2 separate regions of the Mus musculus genome follow, and region 1 is linked to region 2. A link is a contact called in public Hi-C data. All regions are on one chromosome and are shown on one strand. The core of a region is the stretch at or near the end of the contact, and the rest is flanking DNA. Distances in the headings are between cores, read along the strand shown.

The links. Hi-C and Micro-C count contacts between places; a contact is called where the count stands out from the background.
Region 1: a contact with region 2 is called in a Hi-C map of liver, with 3 times the contacts expected there. The contact joins the enhancer-like site here to the promoter of Ftx in region 2. A contact is called at or near these places in 2 of 39 promoter capture datasets (the C10 cell line and embryonic stem cells), 3 of 484 Hi-C or Micro-C datasets (the N1E-115 cell line and liver), 1 of 115 datasets of contacts at active chromatin or transcription factors (the SCID.adh cell line) and 1 of 9 other capture datasets (adipose tissue).

The regions. Positions count from the first base shown.
Region 1 is chrX:103,733,160-103,736,595 of GRCm38.p6, reverse strand. The region is part of intron 1 of Slc16a2 (solute carrier family 16 (monocarboxylic acid transporters), member 2); the gene reads left to right. Among named protein-coding and RNA genes, the nearest start is that of Gm53059, 40 kb to the right of the region's middle. Within about 2 kb of position 2,170, at least 5 of the 459 cell types and tissues checked have an H3K27ac peak or open chromatin away from gene starts, as enhancers often do. A contact at or near this core is called in liver, where this site is marked.
Region 2 is chrX:103,622,443-103,626,189 of GRCm38.p6, reverse strand. It overlaps Ftx (Ftx transcript, Xist regulator (non-protein coding)), which reads left to right and starts at 2,436. Exons shown (of 11, transcript NR_028381.1): 1 at 2,436-2,643.

The DNA of each region.
Region 1 (3,436 bases), core at 921-3,420, 110 kb before region 2:
TGTCTGGGCTATGACCCCCATTCTACCCCCACCCCAGAATACCACAGGGCCTCTACAGAAACATGCTTCTAGCCTTTAAAACCCTGGTATTCTCTTCTGTCAATTTTCCCAAGGGATATAATCTTTCAAGAATCTTACCCCTGTGAGCCCATGACCTTCTCTTCAGCCACCTGACTTGTGCAGCAGTTCCCTTTACCCTTGCCAGGAGGACTCCATAGATCCGATTTAAAAGAGACTGAGGGCAGACTGGGGTTCTTTTGTCTACTTCCTTAGGCCCCATATTGCTTTCATTGTTGCTTTGTGGGCACATGCATAGATACACAAGTGAAGCAAGCCCAGACTTGGAAGTTAAGAACTTCGAGGAATTTCTCTGATCCTGGTACAGCAGGGATCCTGAAGTAAGCTGCTTGCCTTCTTTCCACCTTGGCTAGTCCACGTACAGAGTGGTGCAAAACACCTTAATCATAATCACTAAATAAATAAATAAATAAATAAATAAATAAATAAATAAATAAATAAGTAAATAAATAAATAAATAAATATATATATAAAATAAATAACTCTGACCTTGCTAGAATAAGGCCACCTTACATATTTACATGCTCTGGCATTCCAAGGCCATGGTGACCATATGTGTGTGGAACATAATACCCATGGATAGGAAAGCACACCTTTGATGATACAATTGAGAATAAGGGAGATAAATATGAGGCAGGGCAGGAAGATACAAAATTAGGCCCACTAGCTCTTCACAAACCACTCAACCCACTTAGCCTTGAGTTCTTCCTTTTCGTAAGACAAAGTACTTCTGCAGAGTACACACAACACAGTCACCAAGAGCATGAACTTCACTGTCAATCTGAGCCAGGTTGGAAGCCCAGCTCTACCACTTATAGCCATGTGCACTATAATGGCAGTAGAATGTTTTAATTATATATATATATCACAATCCTCCAAGGAGAAAAGGGTTAATTTTGGCTCATATCGTTTGTAGCTTCCTGCCCATATAGCTCGTCCCTGTTAATTTTGGACACATGGAGATAGAGATTTTTATAGCAGGTAGTATGTAAACCAGCAAAACCACCCGCTCTGTGGCCAGGAGTGAAAGAGAGAAAGAAGAGGAAGAAAGGACTAGCCTCCCATTGTCTACTTCAAGAATATAAACCCAATGTCCCGAAGTTCTATTGGGTCATATCTCTTAGGGGTTCTACCACCTCCCAACAGCTCCATTCTAAAGACCATGCCTCTAACACATGAGCCTCTGCAAGTTCTGAGGTGGCACCCACCTGTAATAACAAAACACTTTAATCATAGCACTAAGAAGACTGAGGCCTGACAAGTGCCACTTTATGCCTAGTATGGGCTACATAGTGAGTGCTAGGCCCTCCTAGGCTACACATACCAAGATTCAGACTCATAAACCAAAGAAACAACAACTCCCACCACCTCCACAACACTCAGTGGTGTAACACCAAGGTAGCATACAGTAGGTCTGTGTTTCATCCTCAGCGCTGACAAAAATATATCCAAATTACAGCATCAACTGATCAAGCCCTAGTCTTTAGCAATGTACATAGCACTCACCAGCTCCCTTATGAAGTTGTTGGAATAATTACATGAGACAGCACAGCTGACAGGGGAGGAATTGGACAGGGTACTGTCCTCCCAAGTACTGCTAGGAAGAAAGGAGCAGTGTGCCGAAGGAGATTGTCTCCTTCTTACCCATGTGCTGCGAGAGAATCTCCTGAAATACTGTAAAATGACTTCAGAAGGCAAAAGGACTGTTCAAAGGTGAGCTGGAGCTGACATTAAAAGACGAAAATGTCAGAACCTTCCCCTCACTAACAGGTTTATCTTGAGCCTCCAGACTCCGCCTTACTCAATGCTGCTGTCTGTGAGTATTGCTTTCCTTGCCTGCTGCTCATCCATCCTTTTGGTCACTTGCTCCTCTTAGCAGACTGAACTAGATGAAGGGATTTGAACTTTCACCCTCTGCCAACCCTGCCACCACTGCTGAGGTGCTTCTCAGGCAAAGAGCCAGTGCTCAGCCTAGGCCACAGCTTCTCCTTGTGCTGGCCCTAAGAAACCCAGGCTCCTAGTTGTCAGTGGTCAGACTTGCCACTGACACACTTCAGTGTTATGGGTGTATTGAAACCTGTGGGGTGCTCTGGGGACCTACTGCTCTAAGCAATCATTAATCCTATTTCATAACAGCTACTCAACAAACCTGGGCTAGCGAATGGAGGGTTGTTGCAGTGGGGGAGGGGACGGGTTTTCCTTTATTTGCTGCCTCAAGTGAGTCATCTGTTTATCCCAAGATAATATTTAATTTCTAGTTGCCAGATCTCTTAATCGGCACAAAACAATATTTATTTAATTGTTTACTTTTATGAGGCCCAGTCCCCAGATTCTGAAACTGATGCAGAGAGGTGTGAAGCGAATTGTTCAAGGTCGAACAGTAAGTACATGGGTACCGTCCTTAAAGCCATGTCTGGGAGTGCCCCTCAGGGGCCACGTGTGTGCTTAGTGTAGACAAGACCCTGGGTTCCAGCTCTAGCACTCAAAGCCAACAAAATGACAAACCATGCCTGTCTGACTGCAGAGATTGCGCATTTATCACTACAGAAACACAGAAAGATAAAGCCAACCCCAAACCCTCCAGTATTGGTCCAAGGCCCAGCAGGCTGCAGGACCGCTGCTGTGCAGCTTAAGAAAACATTTCAGTTGGGTAACAGATTGGTAACTACTGCAGTGCCCTCTGGCCTGGGGAGAATGTTGATTACCTTCCTCTGCTCTTTCCCTCATTCTCTCCATTCCCCTCAGAAAACACTCAGCTTGGGGCTGGAGGTATGCCTCAGTGCACAAAGCTGTAGGCTCAGTCTTCAGTGCCATTTAAACCAGGCACCATGCTGCCTGTGCATTTTGGAAAGCAAAATCAGAGGGGCTCAGAAGTTAAGGTCGTATTTGGCTGCATAATGATACTGAGGCTGTATGAAACCCTGTCTCAAAAAAAATGTCTAAAGAAAACACTTAGCCAAAAGGGACAGTAGCCCTTGAACTCGGGCCATATTCTTCCCAAGTCCTCTGTCCTCTTTCCCTTCGCTCCATCCCTCTTCTCTAACAAGAAATCCAAGTGTGTCAGGGATTATCTGCAGAATCCTGATCACAGGCAAGAGTATACGGCCTAAGTGACCACTTGGGATTTTCTCTGCACTGTGATGTTTCATGAAATCCTAACAGCAGTCCATAACCATGCTGTCAATATGAACTCGTGACTCGGTTGTGAAGATCAAAGTCACATCGATCCTGGCAGCCAGTCTTTCTAGACAGACTACTTTGTCATCTGCCCCAGGCATGCCATTCCAGGTTTCCTCCCTAAAACTACAAGTGTAAAGAATGCTGATTCTGGAAGCAAAGAGATCACCATCCATTGGGG
Region 2 (3,747 bases), core at 1,187-3,686:
ATACAGTGAAACCCTGTCTCAGAAAAAAAATATCATTGATCCTTCGGCCTCATTTCCCAAGTGCTGGGATTACAGGATCACAAACACAAAACCACTGAACTTAGGTGCTATATCCCCTGCCCCAAAGCTGTTTTTTGTGTCTGTCTGTCTTTCTTTCTTTCTTTCTTTCTTTCTTTCTTTCTTTCTTTCTTTCTTTCTTTCTTTCTTTCTTCCTTCCTTCCTTCCTTCCTTCCTTCCTTCCTTCCTTTCTTCCTTTCTTTCTTTCTTTCTTTCTTTCTTTCTTTCTTTCTTTCTTTCTTTCTTTCTTTCTTTCTTTCTTTCTTTCTTCCTGTCTATGTCTGTCTTTTTCTTTCTTTCTTAGATTTATTTATCTATTATATATAAGTACACTGTAACTGTCTTCAGACACACTAGTAGAGGGTGTCAGATCTCATTACAGATGGGGTTGTGAGCCACCATGTGGTTGCTGGAAATTGAACTCAGGACCTCTGGAAGAGCAATCAGTACTCTTAAGTGCTGAGCCATCTCTCCAGTCTCTCTCTCTCTCTCTGTCTCTCTCTGTCTCTGTTTCTCTGTCTTTCTATGGTCAGGGTGTTATATATCCCAGGTTTGCCTTGAACTTTCTATGTAGCTGAAGATGACCTTGTATTTGATCATTCTCTCTATTTCTTGAATGCTGACATTACAGGTGTGTTTAAGTAGTACTGGGCATCTGAAGCCAGAGCTATGTCCAGGAAAATACTCTCCCAACTGAGCCACATCCTCAAACCCTAAACTACAATTGTTCCTATCTCTTATAATTAAAAATATCAGAGAAATTAAATTCTAGGAAAGAGATATCTTGGAAATTTAGAGATGATTTCTAACATTTCTATTTATGTTTACAGTTTGTCAGATGAACAAATATGTTGTTTCCCCTGGTGGCAATCAAGAAAAACTCTCTTACATGGAATCTTCAGATGGAACTAAGCTTGTTTTACAAGAAAAATTGTTTGAACTTTATTTTGTTTTTTGTTTTTAAAGATCTATTTACTTTTACTTATATAAGTACACTGAACTGTCTTCAGACACACACCAGAAGAATGCATCAGAGTCCTTTACAGATGGTTGTGAGTCACCAAGTGGTTGCTGGGAATTGAACTCAGGACCTCTGGAAGAGCAGTCAGTGCTTTTGACGTCTGAGCCATCTCTCCAGACCTAGTTTGGAGCTTGTAAGTACAGCCTGTTAATTCTGCATGAGTACAACTTTGTTCGAGATGTGAGCTAACACTTTTGTAGTGAACTCCAGGTAAACTTAGCTTAAAGGCTTCTTTCATTGCTCAAATTGGGCTGAAAAGAGCTTTTCCATCACACTCCCTTCCCCCTCAAAGAAAAAGCTCTTTCAGAAACCAGGGAGGGAATTGTCAAAGTGGGGATGTCTTACTAAAGCTGAAACATCAGAGGGGTTTTTTATGCATGTTACCTATATGTCCATTAGGTGTCGCAATATATCCAATGGCCCTGCCTTCTACTTCTATTCTGCTCATGATATTGTTTCAGATGCAGGCATGGGACTGCTTTTCCTTTTCTCCTCCTCCTCCTCCTCCTCGACCTCCTTCCCTTCTTCCTCCTCCTTTTTTCTTCTTTGTCTTCCTCCTCCCCTCCCCCACTCTTTTTTACTTGTATGGTTCTGGTGCTTTGATGCTCTACATGAAAATTCACAATTCAATGCAATGATAGATAGACAGGCAGGAGCCAGTCGGATGATCTCTCAAGATCCAGGGCTGAATAAGAAGGGGGAGTGGATCTTAAGGAGACCCTTAAAACTCAAGATTCTCCACAGGAAACAACATGCTGAGAGTGAAAATAGCCTGCCCCAAGAGTTCTGGTTCCAGGTATTAGAAAAAGACTTTTTCTTCAGGCTTTGTAACTTGGGCCCACAATTAAATCTACATACGTATATTTCCATTCCCCCAACCCCCCGGATCGGTGGAGGCTATTTTTTTTTCCTTCAGGATCTTTTGTGGTCCAAGCTGACCTAGAATTTGTCATGGAGGTGAGGTTGTCTATAAATCGCTGGAATTACAGGCACTTATCACCATGCCAGTGGTTGGTTGGTTGGTTTGTTAGTTTGTTTGTTTTCGAAACACTTGGAATATTGGGTACATCAGGAAATATGAGGGGGCCTAGCAGAGCTCCAGAGAAGCAGAGAAGGTCAAGAATTGTAGGGTGAGCCAGAAAGGGAATAATAACAGTAGTGAGATGTGATGGTAAATTAAAAAGGATGGGGACTTATTGATTAGAAAAGGGGCTGAGGAAAGGATGGGTGGTGGACGCCGGTATGAGCAGAGGTAGGAAAAGAAGTGTGGGCTAGGGACCTGAGTACTGGACTCAGTGGGCTGCTGTAAGTTGTAGAGGGGCGCTCTGAGGAGAGGGAGGAGCGCGGCGCATGCGTTGCAGCACAGCGCAGCGCTCCTGGAGAGGCTGTGGGTTCGTGGCATCCGCGCCGCGGCCGCAAGTATAGCAGGTTTCGTACCTGGTGTTCATCGCCGTTAAGTCATCGCTGCTGCCACCCAGGCACGGCTCTCTATGCCGCCGCTCCCTCCACCCTCTAGGCACTGCCTGCCGTAAGAATTTTAACTGCGACACTCGCTTCAGCAGGAGGTAAAGGAACGACGAAGGACGAAAATGTAACATGGAGGGCGGAGGAGGGAACTTGTGTCAGGGAGATCCTTAATTTGTGCATTTTCTCCTTTGAGGGGAGGGAGAACTGGAGGCCAGTACGAATCCCCAGCCCTCCAAAAGGATGTTGCGCATTACTTAATATTATGAAAGATTTTTAGACTTCTCTAAGCAGGTTTAAGGCACCTGAGCATCACTGTTTTGTTTGACATCTATTTAAAACAAAACAAAAAAAACTTTCGAGTTCTTCATTTGTTAAGGGTGAATCAAATGGATGAGTCTTTAGGATTAGGCTTCATCCGCTTTTTGTTTTCCTTGGGGGTGAGTGAATGTAGTTTGAGACTGACAGCAGCAGGCCTCGAACTCGCGGCCGTTCTCCTGCTTAAACTGGGATTACAGGCGTAAATCACCACGCCGGACTCTGATTCAGTGGTTTTAGGTTGGAGGGTTTTTAACTGTATTAAGGAATCCGTCTACCAAGTAGCCTCTCCCTTAGGCTGCTGACGGATTCCATCTGGGTTTGGGATATGCTTTATCGCCTACGACGTTTTTTTAATTCCATGTGTAACTTAGTTTATCACAGTTAATCCTGTTAAGGATTGTTGTTAATGATATGGTTTAGACACTGGGGCATAACTTTGGCGAGAAACACGTGCAGATGCACCCGGCATGAATATATATACATATATATGCGCATATATGTATATATATTCTTCACAGAGTTATCTCACCAGAGTAGCAGAACGCAGTGGCCACAGAGATTATATATATAATATATATAATATATATATATACACATATACGTATATATATTATATATATAATCATACACGAGAAGGGAGAATAGTAAAGATAGGCGCGCTTTGCGTGGATGCCAAAAGAGGAACCATATCACCAGGTGGTGGCGCTCAAGTACCCTTGAGAAAGCGTGACATGATGGGTAGGACTCTGCTGGCACGGGAGATCGTGGCCCCTTAGGCGAGGGTGGGGCAGAGAGGAGAGAAGGTGAAATCACGCATGCTCACTGCAAGCAGAAGGCCTCTGCGCGGGAATGAAAGTGCGCATGCGTAAGAGGGAGCATGTTGG